Regions from separate parts of the Mus musculus genome. Here region 1 is linked to region 2. A link is a contact called in public HiCAR-type data. All regions are on one chromosome and are shown on one strand. The core of a region is the stretch at or near the end of the contact, and the rest is flanking DNA. Distances in the headings are between cores, read along the strand shown.

Region 1 (6,615 bases), core at 2,849-5,348, 770 kb before region 2:
GGGGTCTTTATCTTCAAATTTTTCCCAACTCCTTACTTACACAAAAATCAAACAAGTTGACTCTATCATTTAACTCTTCAAAATAAAGAATTCATCTAGTCTAGAAAGACTCATCATAGTCAGCGGCCATATGTACCGAAAACTCTTCAATTTCTCACCTAAGTGCAAAGTTATGCTCATTTCTTGTTAAAAACTTCCTAACACATGCCTCAAAACAAAAATAGGATAAAGCTTTAGGGACATTATGTTTAATAGAAATTATAACATAAACACTGTTGCTATTATTTCTATGGCTACCAAAGTTTACTTATACCAGATAACAAAGGCAAAATAATCATAAATGTCTTACTCATGAAAACCAAACATTTCATTTTAAATCTTACATAGTTTCTCAAATTTGTTCAAGTTATCCTGCTTTAAAAAAAAAAACTATTCAACTGTGTTAGATTTTTTGCAAATGAAATACAGGTAAAGGCATTTCTATACCTCAAGTAACAAAAACCCAAGCTATTAAGTGTAGCTACTTAAGCTATTTTATGTCTTTACTGGCTAGTTTTGTGTCAACTTGACAAAAGCTGGAGTTATCAAAGAGAAAGGAGCTTCATTTGAGGAAATGCCTCCATGTGATATAACTGTAAGGCATTTTTTCTATTAGTGATCAAGGGGGAAAGGCCCCTTGTGGGTGGGACCATCTCTGGGCTGGTAGTCTTGGTTCTATAAGAGAGCAGGCTGAGCAAGCCAGGGGAGGCAAGCCAGTAAAGAACATCCCTCCATGGCCTCTGCATCAGCTCCTGCTTTCTGACCTGCTTGAGTTCCAGTCCTGACTTCCTTGGTGATGAACAGCAGTATGGAAGTGTAAGCCGAATAAACCCTTTCCTCCCCAACTTGCTTCTTGGTCATGATGTTTGTGCAGGAATAGAAACCCTGACTGAGACAATGTCTATATTTATAAAATTAAATGAATAAATTATAGCAGTTTGGACTTAAGATGAATCAAACTTGCGTTCTATTTCCCTTAAGATAAAATGCTAAAAATATCAGACTTTCTAAAACAGGTAAACCTTTACAATTACCATCATCTGTTCTCTGATTTCTAGGTGTTCTGTGTCTACAATCACTTCAAATCTGAAGATCTCATGTACTAACTTCTATGATATTAATAATGATTTTAATTTTCTTAGGTGACTAGTAATTCAAACAGAGAATCCTCTTGAATCTACCCCAGTATTGCCTTTAACCCAAAGACAGGGGCAATAAAAATCTCAAGTAAAATACCCCACTCCCAAGAATTCAAACTAAAAATTTGTCTCTGAAGCTAACTTACAATAAAACATTTTTATCCAAAAGACCTAGTATTTACTCAGCCTTTTTCAAGGCACTTTACCATCGTCAATTATTTCTTAGTGAGACAACCCAGGGTTATCCGACCATTTCACTGATGTGGAAATAGACACCTACAGAAGAGAACAGGGGCAGGAAAAGGGGTGATAGGAAGCATCTGGGAGAAACAGGCAGGCAGCTAAAAAGGAACAAACTCAAAAGAAAACGAGAGTCAATTCTAGCCTGTAGCTGAAATCACAATCATTATTTTGGCTTTAGAGATATTTAAGATATATTTTGAAATAGGTAAAGTACTTTGCAAGTCTAGCTATAACCTAAGTTTCTTACTAATAAATATGCAATTCCTTAGCATTAAAAATATCCAATTTCCAATGGGCACACTGATTTCAACTAACACTTGCAAAATATCTGTCTTCCACAGGCCTAATCAGAAAATAAACTCATAAAATATATACCTTCATATAATCCTAACAAAGTGCACAAAAATCACAGAAGTCAGAAATATGTTTTGATTACAAGCAGAATGTAAAGAACAGTGGCAAAAGTAACTGAGTTTGACCATTAGTCAAAGAAATGCTTGTTCTCTATCAATTATGATGTTCTTAGCAACCTTGAAATATACAAGGATAAGATGCTGGTGGGTTGGTTTCCTTAAACACCAGAAACTAAAATGCATAATGGACTTTGAATAAATATATTTTGAACTTGGTGAATTCTAGAAAATAAATGCACACTGGTGGTTAATAAATACCTTAACTGAGCCATAAATCTAAAAGGCTGACAAAATACCTGACCAAATCATGACAAATAAGATGCTTAAGGAGCAACTCTGTTTATCAGTTTTAAAACATCCTTTATAGATAGTGCAATACCAGTAACATTATCAACATCCCCCTCACCAAATTACAATTCTAAAGCAGAGCAGGACTTCTGGGGTGAACAGGCTCATAAGGAACTTACCTCTGCTTGGAGGACATACATGGTATTCAAAATTTTCAAAGCTATTTAAATGGTTTGACTAAGTTCTTTATAAGTTTCAAACTATTCTAAAGATGATGGATAAACTCACTGTCTTCTCAAAATCTTAGATTTACTTTCAAGAGCTCATTTTAACATTCCTCCCATTAAATACAGAAAGCCACAAACAGATTAGAATAATACCCATCATTACAAATAGGTTATTTAATGGTAAGGGGGGGCAAAAAAGATAAAATTGTCATTACATTTGGAATAAAGAACATTTCCAAACAATTAGAAAAAAAAATCAAGGTTATGCCAATGAAATAACACTATAAAACAACTGCTTATACACAAGTACATCTTACAATATTCTTCCCTCAAATTGAAAATAATACTGTCCCTGGAAAAATTTAAATTGCAACAACTGATGCTCTCTAAGGAAACAAGCATCTCCAATAGTTGAAAATCATGCATCATAAGCTATCTCCCCTGCCTTGGTTTCCCCTTAGCAACCAATTTTTAAAAGGCATCCTAAAGTCATACTAATGGCATCCTAAAGTCATACTAATGGCAAGTCATAAAGCTTAATATTCTCATTCTTCAAAAACAGAATCAGATTTCAAATTATAACCATACTTTGTGATGAATGACAAGTGTTTAACAACCTTTTTTAAAACATCAATACCCTCAGATAGAAATCTGTAAGTAAATGTGAGCTGCCCACATACATACATGGCAGGACAAGTGGGGAAGGGAGAAATGGGTGATTACTAGTAAGCTTTTGAAGCCACATATATAGCTCAAGGCACTCCCCTCCCCCCTTAAAAATACAGTCGATAAAATTCTAATATCTTTTTCTCTGACTCTTGAAGTACAAGTACCATTCAGGTTTAAAAAAAAAAAAAGTCAATAAAGAAGAAGAACCTTTACAGAGCTGTTTCGAAGCAAATGGTCACTACATTCAAGTTTTACATGATTGCTGACCATCATCTCCTTTAATACATCTCCTTGCCTGAAGGCTCTCAGGGGAAATTAGTCCTAGCCTTCCTGTCCAGCTTTATGAAGGAGTCATCCCCTCTGGAGGGCTAAACGTGTCAGGATCCCCAAAACACATACCTGGCATCAGACCCACAAGGGGCTCCAGGCCACAGGCACATTTTTCTAGATTGATATTCCCTACCAAAATCCAAGTTACTTCCCAAGTGCTTGTCTCAGCCCAAACCATTCAAAGTCATTCCTGACCCTTAGCCCTACCAATCTCCCACAAAGCCCCCAGGCTGCAGCCTGGCCCCACCTACCCTGGGGAGAATTGCAGAGGGCGCTGTCGGTGCTCCTGGGGAGGGGGCCTGTTGAGGGGAGCTGGGCCAGGGGCCGAATACCTCTAGCAAGATGAGCCAGTGAAGAGGGTCCGAATAAGTGTGAAGGTCAGCAGCGAGTGCTAGCAGCGGAGATGGCCCACAGAGAACACTAATTTAGACACAGCAGCCTTGGCATCTGGGGTAAAGCTTCCAGGGGTGTGAGGCAGGAGTGTTGGGACAAACTGAGGCGGGACGCTGGCGCGGCAGTAAGGGGGCGTTCCCAGCGCAGGACTTGCCCCTAAGGCTCCCCTGCCCTGCAGACAGCCATCAGGACTCCAACATCAGGACTCCATCTCCACTTCCCAAGGGGGACCAGGGCCACCAAGCACCTCGGGTCTTCTCCGCCCGAGCAAAAGCACTTCTGTCATGCTAGCTCAGGGAGCAGGCACCAGACTTCACATTGCAGCCGCCATTTTTGAGAAGCCGCGCGCAGAGCCGCGCATGCCCCACAACCGACACAGCCACTCCACCCTCCCACAGCAGGCTGTGTGCCCGTGGTTGCTGCAAACACGCCCTAAGACTGCTGCCGCGGGTGGAGCTTGAGCCCAGGACCCAGCAACCTGCATGAACGAGTTTGAGCAGTGGCCATCGTGGAGAAGTGGTGATGCTAAAAAGCCTTTGGCAGTTTTCCCTTATACTTCAGGATCAGAAATCCTAGCAACAGGCTAAGTACCCAAGACCCCTGGGGTCTAGCATCAAGTTCCATGCTGGGTACTCACTGCCATTAGACTTTTAGATCCCTGGCTAACTCCTATTTTGGCCACTTACCCCCCCCCCAAAAAAAATAAATAGTTCCACAAGAAACCAAGTCAAAGGAGCAAGGAAAACTCAGCTCCTACTATGGAACTGGAGCTGTGCCTTCCAGCTCCTTCAGCTTAAATCCTCTTCACCATGGGTTTTAGGCACCAATGCCCTGCCAGTCCCACTTTCTGGATTCTATTGTTCTTAATTTATGCTTAATCTTAAAGACATGAGATTAGCCTAGTGACAAATCCCGTTTGCTCACATTTGATGGATCCCAGAAGGGTTGAATACATAGTTCAACTTGTGTTGAACTGCACGTGCTTTCTCACCTCAGAGAAACCTATAGCATGAGTGGAGATCACTCGGAAGAGAGGAAGAAAAAATTCCTTAAAATATAGCATCCAGCTGCACAAAATACATCACACAAAATGCCACAGAAAATATTCACCTCTAGTTCAGAGTTAAGAAACCAATTTCAAAGTTTTGCTTGAAAAATACACAATATGCTATGTTAGCCAAAAGTAAAAGTTAAGTCTCCTCTCTATACCTCTATCCAAAACTGAGTGTAGGTTTTCTATCTTTTACCTTAATGTATAATGGACTAAACTAAAAGCATATATCCACAGCAACAAAGAGTATATGCATTTCCTCCAATGTAAAATAATTTTCATATGCAACTTTTACAGTAAGAAATAAATGCCACTCCTTCAAGAATGTTAGCATTGTATATAATAGGCATTGCTAGAAGATAGTTTTAGGAGAAAAAGGGAGAGCTTTTTTGTCTCCCTAAGAGGCCAGTAGTGCCTAAGACAGTAAAATAGAATGTAGTCCCATATATCCATTCTTTTGAAACTGAACAGGCCTAACACCTAGAGATCTCCAGAATGATGTGATATTAAATTCTTTCTCTCTTCCTACTAATTAGGAAACTCTCTCCCTGAAAATAATACAGTATTCTCTTGGTGTAAGTTAGCTGCTAACTTGGGACATACAGTGCCTATTTCTACATGCAAACTCACATATTCTTGATTTCTGTAATGTACCTAGTTCAAGAAAGATCTAAACATGGTGAACTTACTACTGGTGATTTGCTTCACAATTTGAAAATCACTTGATAAATACAAATAAACAGATAAACACAAAAACTTGATAAACTTAATAAATACAAATATAAACAGATTAACAGATAACCTAAGAGTTGTCATCTGAGTTTCAGAAGAGCACAGTAGCATACTCACCCTTATAAGGAGATATAAAATTTTCTTTCCTGTAACTCATACTATAAAGACAATATACCATTGAGACTTCCAGGGAGAACACAGAGTCTTTACGACATGAGGATGCCGATTTTGAAACTGAAGAACTGAAAAACTACCATCATGAGCCTGAAATGATTCTATAATATTTTTCCCTCAACACTGTATCGTGCCATGAGATCTAAATGTGGCTTCTATTCTAATAGAACTAGCAACATGTGGATATTTAATATTAAATTTAATTGGGTTGAAAGTTAGTTCAGTAGTAGAGCATTTGCTTACCATGTAGGAGACTCTAGGTTCAAACACTGGTACCAAACACACACACACACACACACACAAATATAACTAAAATTTCAGCAACAAGATCCAGAAACTTCTATTGCTCCCACCTGGTCTCTGTGCCTAATTCTCATTAAGCCTATGATGTCAAAGGCCACTGCAGAAGAAAAATCAGGGTTAGGCCTAGGCTGAACCTAAGGTTTAGCACTCTTTTGTCTCTCTTTTTTTGTTTGTTTTTGTTTTTTTGTTTGTTTTTCGAGACAGGGTTTCTCTGTATAGCCCTGGCTGTCCTGGAACTCACTTTGTAGACCAGGCTGGCCTCAAACTCAGAAATCTGCCTGCCTCTGCCTAAGTGCTAGGATCAAAAGCATGCATCTCTTTTGTCTGTATTACCTGAAGAAATGATTAGTGGATAAAGTCAAGTAAGAATACAATGCATGCATCCATCTTTCCATCTTCTTTGACAAAGATTTATAGCATATATTTTCCAAGCATAGGAAAACTGGGAAGGTTACTACAAAAAGAGACAGAAACTAAGGAAGGGCAAATATGATGTATTTACTTGGTTTTGGACAAAGGCACCACAAAACTATACCATAGCAACAAACAGAAAAGTAAATAATTTAGTGACACATGGCTTAAAATATGCTTTCAGAATGTTAACATCCAACAAA
Region 2 (6,849 bases), core at 292-2,791:
ATAGAAAGATTCCCATGCTCACGGATTGGCACGGTTAATATAGTCAAAATGGCCATCTTGCCGAAAGCAAGAATAATGATGCTCTTAATGCAGCATTAATCATTAATATTAATAGCAAAAGCAACAAATTCTGTCATACCATGCATGACTAGGGTTCCATAAGCTTAAGATAGCCAAGAACTTCAGAATTATGAGAAAAACTGTAGAAGCTATCCTAATCCTTTATCCACCATCCTCACCAAGCCGAAGCCTAAGCAGATCAGACACAGTTCTGATACAAGACAGGATCGACTAGATAATTTGTGGAGCCCAGAACAAAACAAAACCAGATCCTTTTCTTTAAAAAAATAGGAAGAGTTATCACAGCATTACACCAAGTGCATGCAGGTAGCAAGCCGGTGAAGGCAGCTGGCTTTGTTATCAGAGCCTTTTGTGTTTGGAAAGTTGATAAGAAAAGCAAAAATATTTCACTATTAAACAAGTAGCAACTGGTTAATCTGTTTCAGCGTGAGTGTTGTGTGTCTGGGTTAGAGATGAGGTTGGGAAGTCTTCAGAGTTTCGTCTTGTCTCCTGACCTTCCATTTTTTCTTAAGCTTTTCAGCCGGTTGGACAAGAAGCAGTTCTGTAGAGCGGAGCAGTGTGGTCCATGAGGCAGCAGTACCATCTGAAAGCTTGGACAGAAATGCAGACTCTTGGGTCCCACCCCAGACCTACTGAATCAGAGCCTCATTTTAACAAGCTCCCCAAGGGATTCATACATCTGTGCCAGGCCAGACTAGAAGTGTTCTTGTAGAAGCAACCATGGGAGACTTCAGTGTCATGCTTCCTGTGTCTCATATGAGGCGAGTCAGCTCTTTCTTCCACTCACTTTGTACAGGGCTCCGGAATTTTGAAACCCAAGCTCAGGTGGAGACCGTACATCTCAAGACCGATTGCCCCTTTCAGAGGATTATCATTCCTTGGTTCTGGGATGCCAGTCTGGGATGCCTCCTTGCGCTGGGGGCCACCTGTTCTGGGCCCTGCATGTGGGTGCTGTGCCCATTCGACCCATGTGGGTCAAAGGCACATCTACACCTTTCAATTTTACTGGCCACAGGAGGTAAACCGAGTCCTAGGGAGTCGCGCATTAGCAAACCGCCCTCCAGAGTAAAGCTCTTGGTTCCTTTGCCCAGAACGGGGAGGAGGGTCTGAGATCATTTAGAACTTTGCCATTTACAGGTTGCCTTTCACGGATAACTTGGTTACTTTCCCACCGCACGCACTTTCCCACTTACGGAGCCCGGGATCCGCCGGGCTCCAAGCTTTGCCTCTGCCTTTCCAGACGGCCCAAGAGCTCCAGCTCAGAACCGCCAACCCAGGGAGCCACACCAGTCACCCTCCCAGCCATCGAGCCCGCCGGGCCCGTCGCCTGTCCTTGGCTCAGCGGCTTAGGTCTTAAGACCCCTAGGGTTTCAGATACCCTTTCTCGGCGCCACACTCACCTGCGGGTCCCGGTGACCGGTTGGCTGCTGGCGTCCTCGGGCCCTCCTTTTCCCCTTTCTGTCGGGCCGCGTCCCTCCTCCTCCCTCCCGCGGGCTGGGCGCCGCCCCCGCCGCTCCCGGACCACTTGCCCGCCTGCTCTGCAGCTGCCCGGCGTGGCGGGGCGAGCGCTCAGTGTGGCGGGGCTGGGCGTGGAGGTGGGGAGCGGGCGGGGCGCTGACACCGGGAAGCAGCCTCGTGGAGAGCTTCAGCCTAGACAGTGGGGAACCCCTAGGATGCTGGGCGGCTAGCAGGGCGCGATTCCCCACCCAGCCTCCACCCAGTGGCTCACCTTTAGGGGTCGCCTTGATCCCCCAAAGGCCTGGCCCAGGCTACTTTGAGCATCGCATGCTCCTGATAGGTGAAAACCCTCGCCCTTTGCCAGAATATTTCTGAAAGCAGAAACCAGACCTCCCCCCAGAGGACCAGAGTAAAATACCTGGTAAAGAACCATGCTGAGTGGTTTCTGAAAGAAACTATATAATTCACTAGGTAGTAAAAAACTAGGGGTCCTCATCGTTCCTCTGCCTGCTTGGGGGTGGGGGTGGGGGAACACTGGGGGCGGTGTGGCACTATAAGACCTTGCTTTGGCTTCCTATTCCCATGGTCAGCATCTCCACTTTCATAGACTATAAGCTAGGTCTGTAAAACTCAGATCACTTAAACAACTTTTCAAAGGCCCATTTAACAGACAGAATTCTGGAATAAGGTTTCCACAGTATTGACTCTCAGGTAGAGACCAGGAGAAAATATAAGCTGTCCGAATTTCCTTCCTGGTTCTTTCCAGTCAAGAAATGCCTATAGTTGCAAAGTGCTTTACAATATGAAAGCACAATTCTGATTTCTTATAACGTGCAGGGAAATAGAGCATTTTTTTTCTTTATGACCAAAATTGGATTTTGATTTGAATTCACAATCCTGGGGATCTGCTATTTATAAAGGGCAAATCTGAAGAGTAGGGTGACTGAGTCTGCTACATCAGCCCCATTGAACAAAGCTCAGGGTATACATTCTGCCTGGCAGGATGGGTTGTATTTGTTTTACAAACACCAAGTTATTAACACTCACAACAGTCTAGCTGGAGAAATGAATGGGCAGTGTTTTCAGACAGACTTTTGCCTGGATGGATTAAGGGAGAGTTGGTGGAGAAGAGGAAGCACATCCAGGTTACATAACAAGCCAGAAGTTGTGGCTGGAAGTGGGGAGTATATTTAAGAAACAGACTGCATGTCATTCCAAAGGGTTAAAATGGTTGTGTTTGTCTTATTATAAAACAGACTCCATAGCATATAGAGCCACAAGAATTCTTATACAAAGCTAGTTGGATGTAAATTGCTTTTAGCGCTTTAGAGCTCTGTCAGGATGTACTAAAGTGAGTACCACTATTGTATGACAAGCAATTCCCCCTTAGATTCAGCCTCAACAGAAATGAGTTGTATGTTTACCAAGAGAGATGAGTAAGGATATCACAGCACAGTATTTGTGTTACTTAGAACATGCCCAAATGCCCATTGGCCATAGAACAAACTGAGGGTCAGCCTGGTAGTATAACCCCAGATATCCTGGAAACTAGGGCAAGGGATAGTGAATTCAAGGCAAGGCCAGTATGGGCTACATAGTGAGTTCAAGGACAGTCTGGGCAACTTAGTGAGAGCCCCCTCCAAAGAAAAAGTAAAAAGAAGTCTGAAGATGTCACCTAGTGGTATTAATATTAGCACTTGCATAGTATGTGTGAGGGCCTAGATTCAATCCCTACCACTGAAAATTCAATGAAATGTGGTGGTGGTGGTGGTGGTGGTGGTGGTGGTGGTGGTGGTGGTAGTGCTGGTGTTGCTGGTGGTGGTGCTGGTGGTGGTATCACCACAAACTAGGATACCAGGCTGCCAATGAGAATGTATGGACCACTGCTGTGCAAGGCATGGGTGGAACTCATAAAGAACGGAAGTGAAGGAAGTCAAACAGCCATATATTTTGGTTCTGCTCACCACTGATATGTGCTGTCAGGAGTCAAGATAGTGGTCACTAGTGAGCTAGAGGGGAGTTTTCAGCAGACAAGAAAAAGAATTGGCTGTCTACAGGGATTTATTGATCTTGACCTGGGTACTGTTCACACTGATTTGCTTGTTCCATTTATGAAACTCATTGAACTGCTCACCTATGATATGAACACTTACTAGATACGGGTTACACTTCCGCTTTTTTTAAAAAAAAAGATAAAATATGGGTTTTTATATTCAAAATCGCTTACATTGTTAAAAGAAAGATACCAGAATAAGCATGCTTTCCCTTTAAACAACTAGCTATAACACACACACACATACACACACACACACACACACACACACACACACACACTTAACTTTAAGGAAATATGCCTCAAAAACAAACATGACTCAGTACTTACCCTAAAATTAAAAATTCATATTTTGATCCACTTCCAGCCTCTTGCATTCTCTTCTTGACTCATAGAGCAACATAACTATGACAACACCTAAGGAAAAGGAAAGTGGCTAGGGCCTGACCCCTCCAGCCAGAGGCAAAGAGCTATGCCCTTCTCAGGAAGCAGTTCTGACTACCTGCCTCCTACCCCGGTACTTTCTGATGGTATAAAGGAAAATTGTAGGTGGTCAAAATTCATGCTTAAATATTTATCCAAAGTAACCAGAGAGTGGGTAACGTTGGCCTTTACCCAACAGATTCTTTGATCTGATGGCAGAGTTTGATCACCAGGCACAGGACAGTTAACAAACATGGCAGAAGTGAGGAAAGAGGGTAGGTACCCTTTTATTCTCTCACTGGAGGACCCTGTGATTTGGGTCAAGAAAAGAGGCATAGGAGGGCAGCATTACAGTACTCCTTAGAACTTTAGATGTAATTGACCTGTGGCCAAATAGTGCACAGACAAGGCATATGATGTTCTAAAACAGATTCATTATTCCCCAAAAGCAGAAGAGTGCCACAGGAACATGAGGGTCAGGCACAAGTGAAGAGAGTGGCCTAACAATATAGAATATGAACAGTCAAAATGAGCAACTAAAATTTTTAGATTTTTCACGTACTTTAATATTCACTACATCTGCAGGGTAACTCATGGTGAGATGTGGAGGTGAAAACCAACATCCTTGACTAGTCCGTGATGGAGCTCAGACTGCCATTAGTAGAGCATGACTCCTGGACTCCTGTGTGTTTAACATCTGCAGAGGAAAGAGAACAATACCATAGCAAAACTACCTGATACAGGATCAGGAAATTGGTGGTGGTCTACCAGTTTGGCCATTAAGTAATTGATATTTCCACTTAAATTATCTGTGCCTTAGTTCCCCATTTATAAAATGTAAAAGAAGTAGTGAAGGCAATTGGAACTACAGTGGTAGTACCAAGGGTTGGTTGGTTTGGGTGATTTGTCTCTACCAATACCTCCAGATGACAAGTAAAAGACATCAAAACAAAACAAACAAACAAATAAAAAATGGGGTACTTGTACAAATAAGACAAGAAAACACCCCTAGCCAAGATGACTCTAAATTGGCATGTACACACAGTCAGATGAACACATCTTCAGATCTTCCTTATAGATATCTTATTACAAAACCCTACTCAGAAGTCTCTTCTGATTTCATCCATCCATTCATTTTATCATTTATTTTATCTGAGTATAGCAGTGTACACCTGCAGTTCTGTTGTTTGGGTGGTTAAAGAAGAAAGATTGTGAGTTGTGAGTTCCAGTTCAACCTGGTTTACATAGATAGTGGTGTGTGTGTGTGTGTGTGTGTGTGTGTGTGTGTGTGTATGTATGTGCGTGCACTCACACATATAATTTCAGAACCTGGGAGGTGAGGCAAAAAAATCATGAGTTCAAGATCCTCATTATCTACATAGCCACTAGGAGGCCAGTTTGGGCTATATAGTACCATGTCTCAAAAAATAACCAACCAAATGGCCATGAGACTTCAACCTTATAGACAGCTGAGGAAAGCTAGGAGTGGGAGAGGTGGCCTTCCCCAGGGATCGGACACAGGACACCAATTAGTTGCCCAATGCCAAACAATCACCCCTGAATACAAACCATTATGCAGATTTACAAGTTTTATATATATACATTTTTCTCTAGAACATTGTGTTAGCTGTAATGGTGGTGAGCTGATTGCACAATGAAGAAGATAAATAAATCATGCATTCTCCTGAGAGGCAAGAAGGCCTTCTTTTGTTAAAAAGAAAAATCACTGAATGAAGGCAGTTGGGCATGCTGTCATTCTGTTCAATGAAAATTACAAAGGCAGTTTAATGAAAAATGAAATACACACACATATAATATACATACATACATATATATATATATACATAATACAATACATAGATACACACAATAACAATTAGTGAAAAAAGAGAGACCAAATTTGAAGGGGAGTGGGGAAGGGTATATGAGAGGAAGAAGAGGGACAAAAGAAAAGGAAGAAATATTATAATTAAGTTACAATCTAATTTTTTAAAAAAGATGTCACAATATTAAGAAAAACGAAACAAACAAAAGCACCCTACAAATATTATTTTACACATATAGTGAGGAAAGCCTGGGTTATGCTGAAGTAACCAACAGCACTGAGAATAGCACTGGTTAACACAGCAAGGGTTTCTTTCTCATTGTGTATGTTTATCATTGAAGTAGGGACTCTATACAAAAGTATGAACTCAGAGTTTGGGGGAGAGGAGAGAAGCATTCTGGATCAACAGTATCTTAGATGCCCAGTTTAGAACTGATGTGTACTATTCGTGCTCTGACTTATCATCTGAAGTGTTTACACACTGTACCTAGGTACAGAGAGCCAGGATGTCCATGCCTATGGAGGTCCAGGAAGAGAAGAGTTGGAGATCCTTGGAGAACACGGATGATGATTACCACACCTGCCAAGGGCCAGACCGTGGGCAGAAAAAAAGAACAAGAGGGGGTCTTGGTCTTCTAGGTATTCATTCACCCTTAGTCCAAGCCAAGTGGTCTCATCTCCAGTGATAAACTTCTCCCTTTCTGGTATAGGCGTTGGTAGATCTAGGTGAGAAATTAGTCACTGCCTTCTTGGGTGAAGTCACCATGTGATACAGAAACATTTTTCTCTAGAACATTGTGTTAGCTGTAATGGTGGTGAGCTGATTGCACAATGAAGGAGATAAATAAATCATGCATTCTCCTGAGAGGAAAGAAGGCCTTCTTTTGTTAAAAAAAAAAAATCACTGAATGAAGGCAGTTGGGCATGCTGTCATTCTGTTCAATGAAAGTTACAAATGGCAGTTTAATGCAAAATGAAACCAGACTTTGGCATAAACCAAGATGAGGAT

Evidence for each region. HiCAR-type assays count read pairs that join an accessible place to other places.
Region 1: a contact with region 2 is called in a HiCAR-type map of astrocytes, with 4 times the contacts expected there. The contact joins the promoter of Scml2 here to the promoter of Adgrg2 in region 2. A contact is called at or near these places in 1 of 39 promoter capture datasets (hippocampal neurons) and 1 of 115 datasets of contacts at active chromatin or transcription factors (astrocytes).

Annotation. Positions count from the first base shown.
Region 1 is chrX:161,160,233-161,166,847 of GRCm38.p6, reverse strand. Scml2 (Scm polycomb group protein like 2) reads right to left here and starts at 4,098. Exons shown (of 26, transcript NM_001290651.1): 1 at 3,600-4,098.
Region 2 is chrX:160,385,382-160,392,230 of GRCm38.p6, reverse strand. It overlaps Adgrg2 (adhesion G protein-coupled receptor G2), which reads right to left and starts at 1,541. Exons shown (of 28, transcript NM_178712.4): 1 at 1,482-1,541.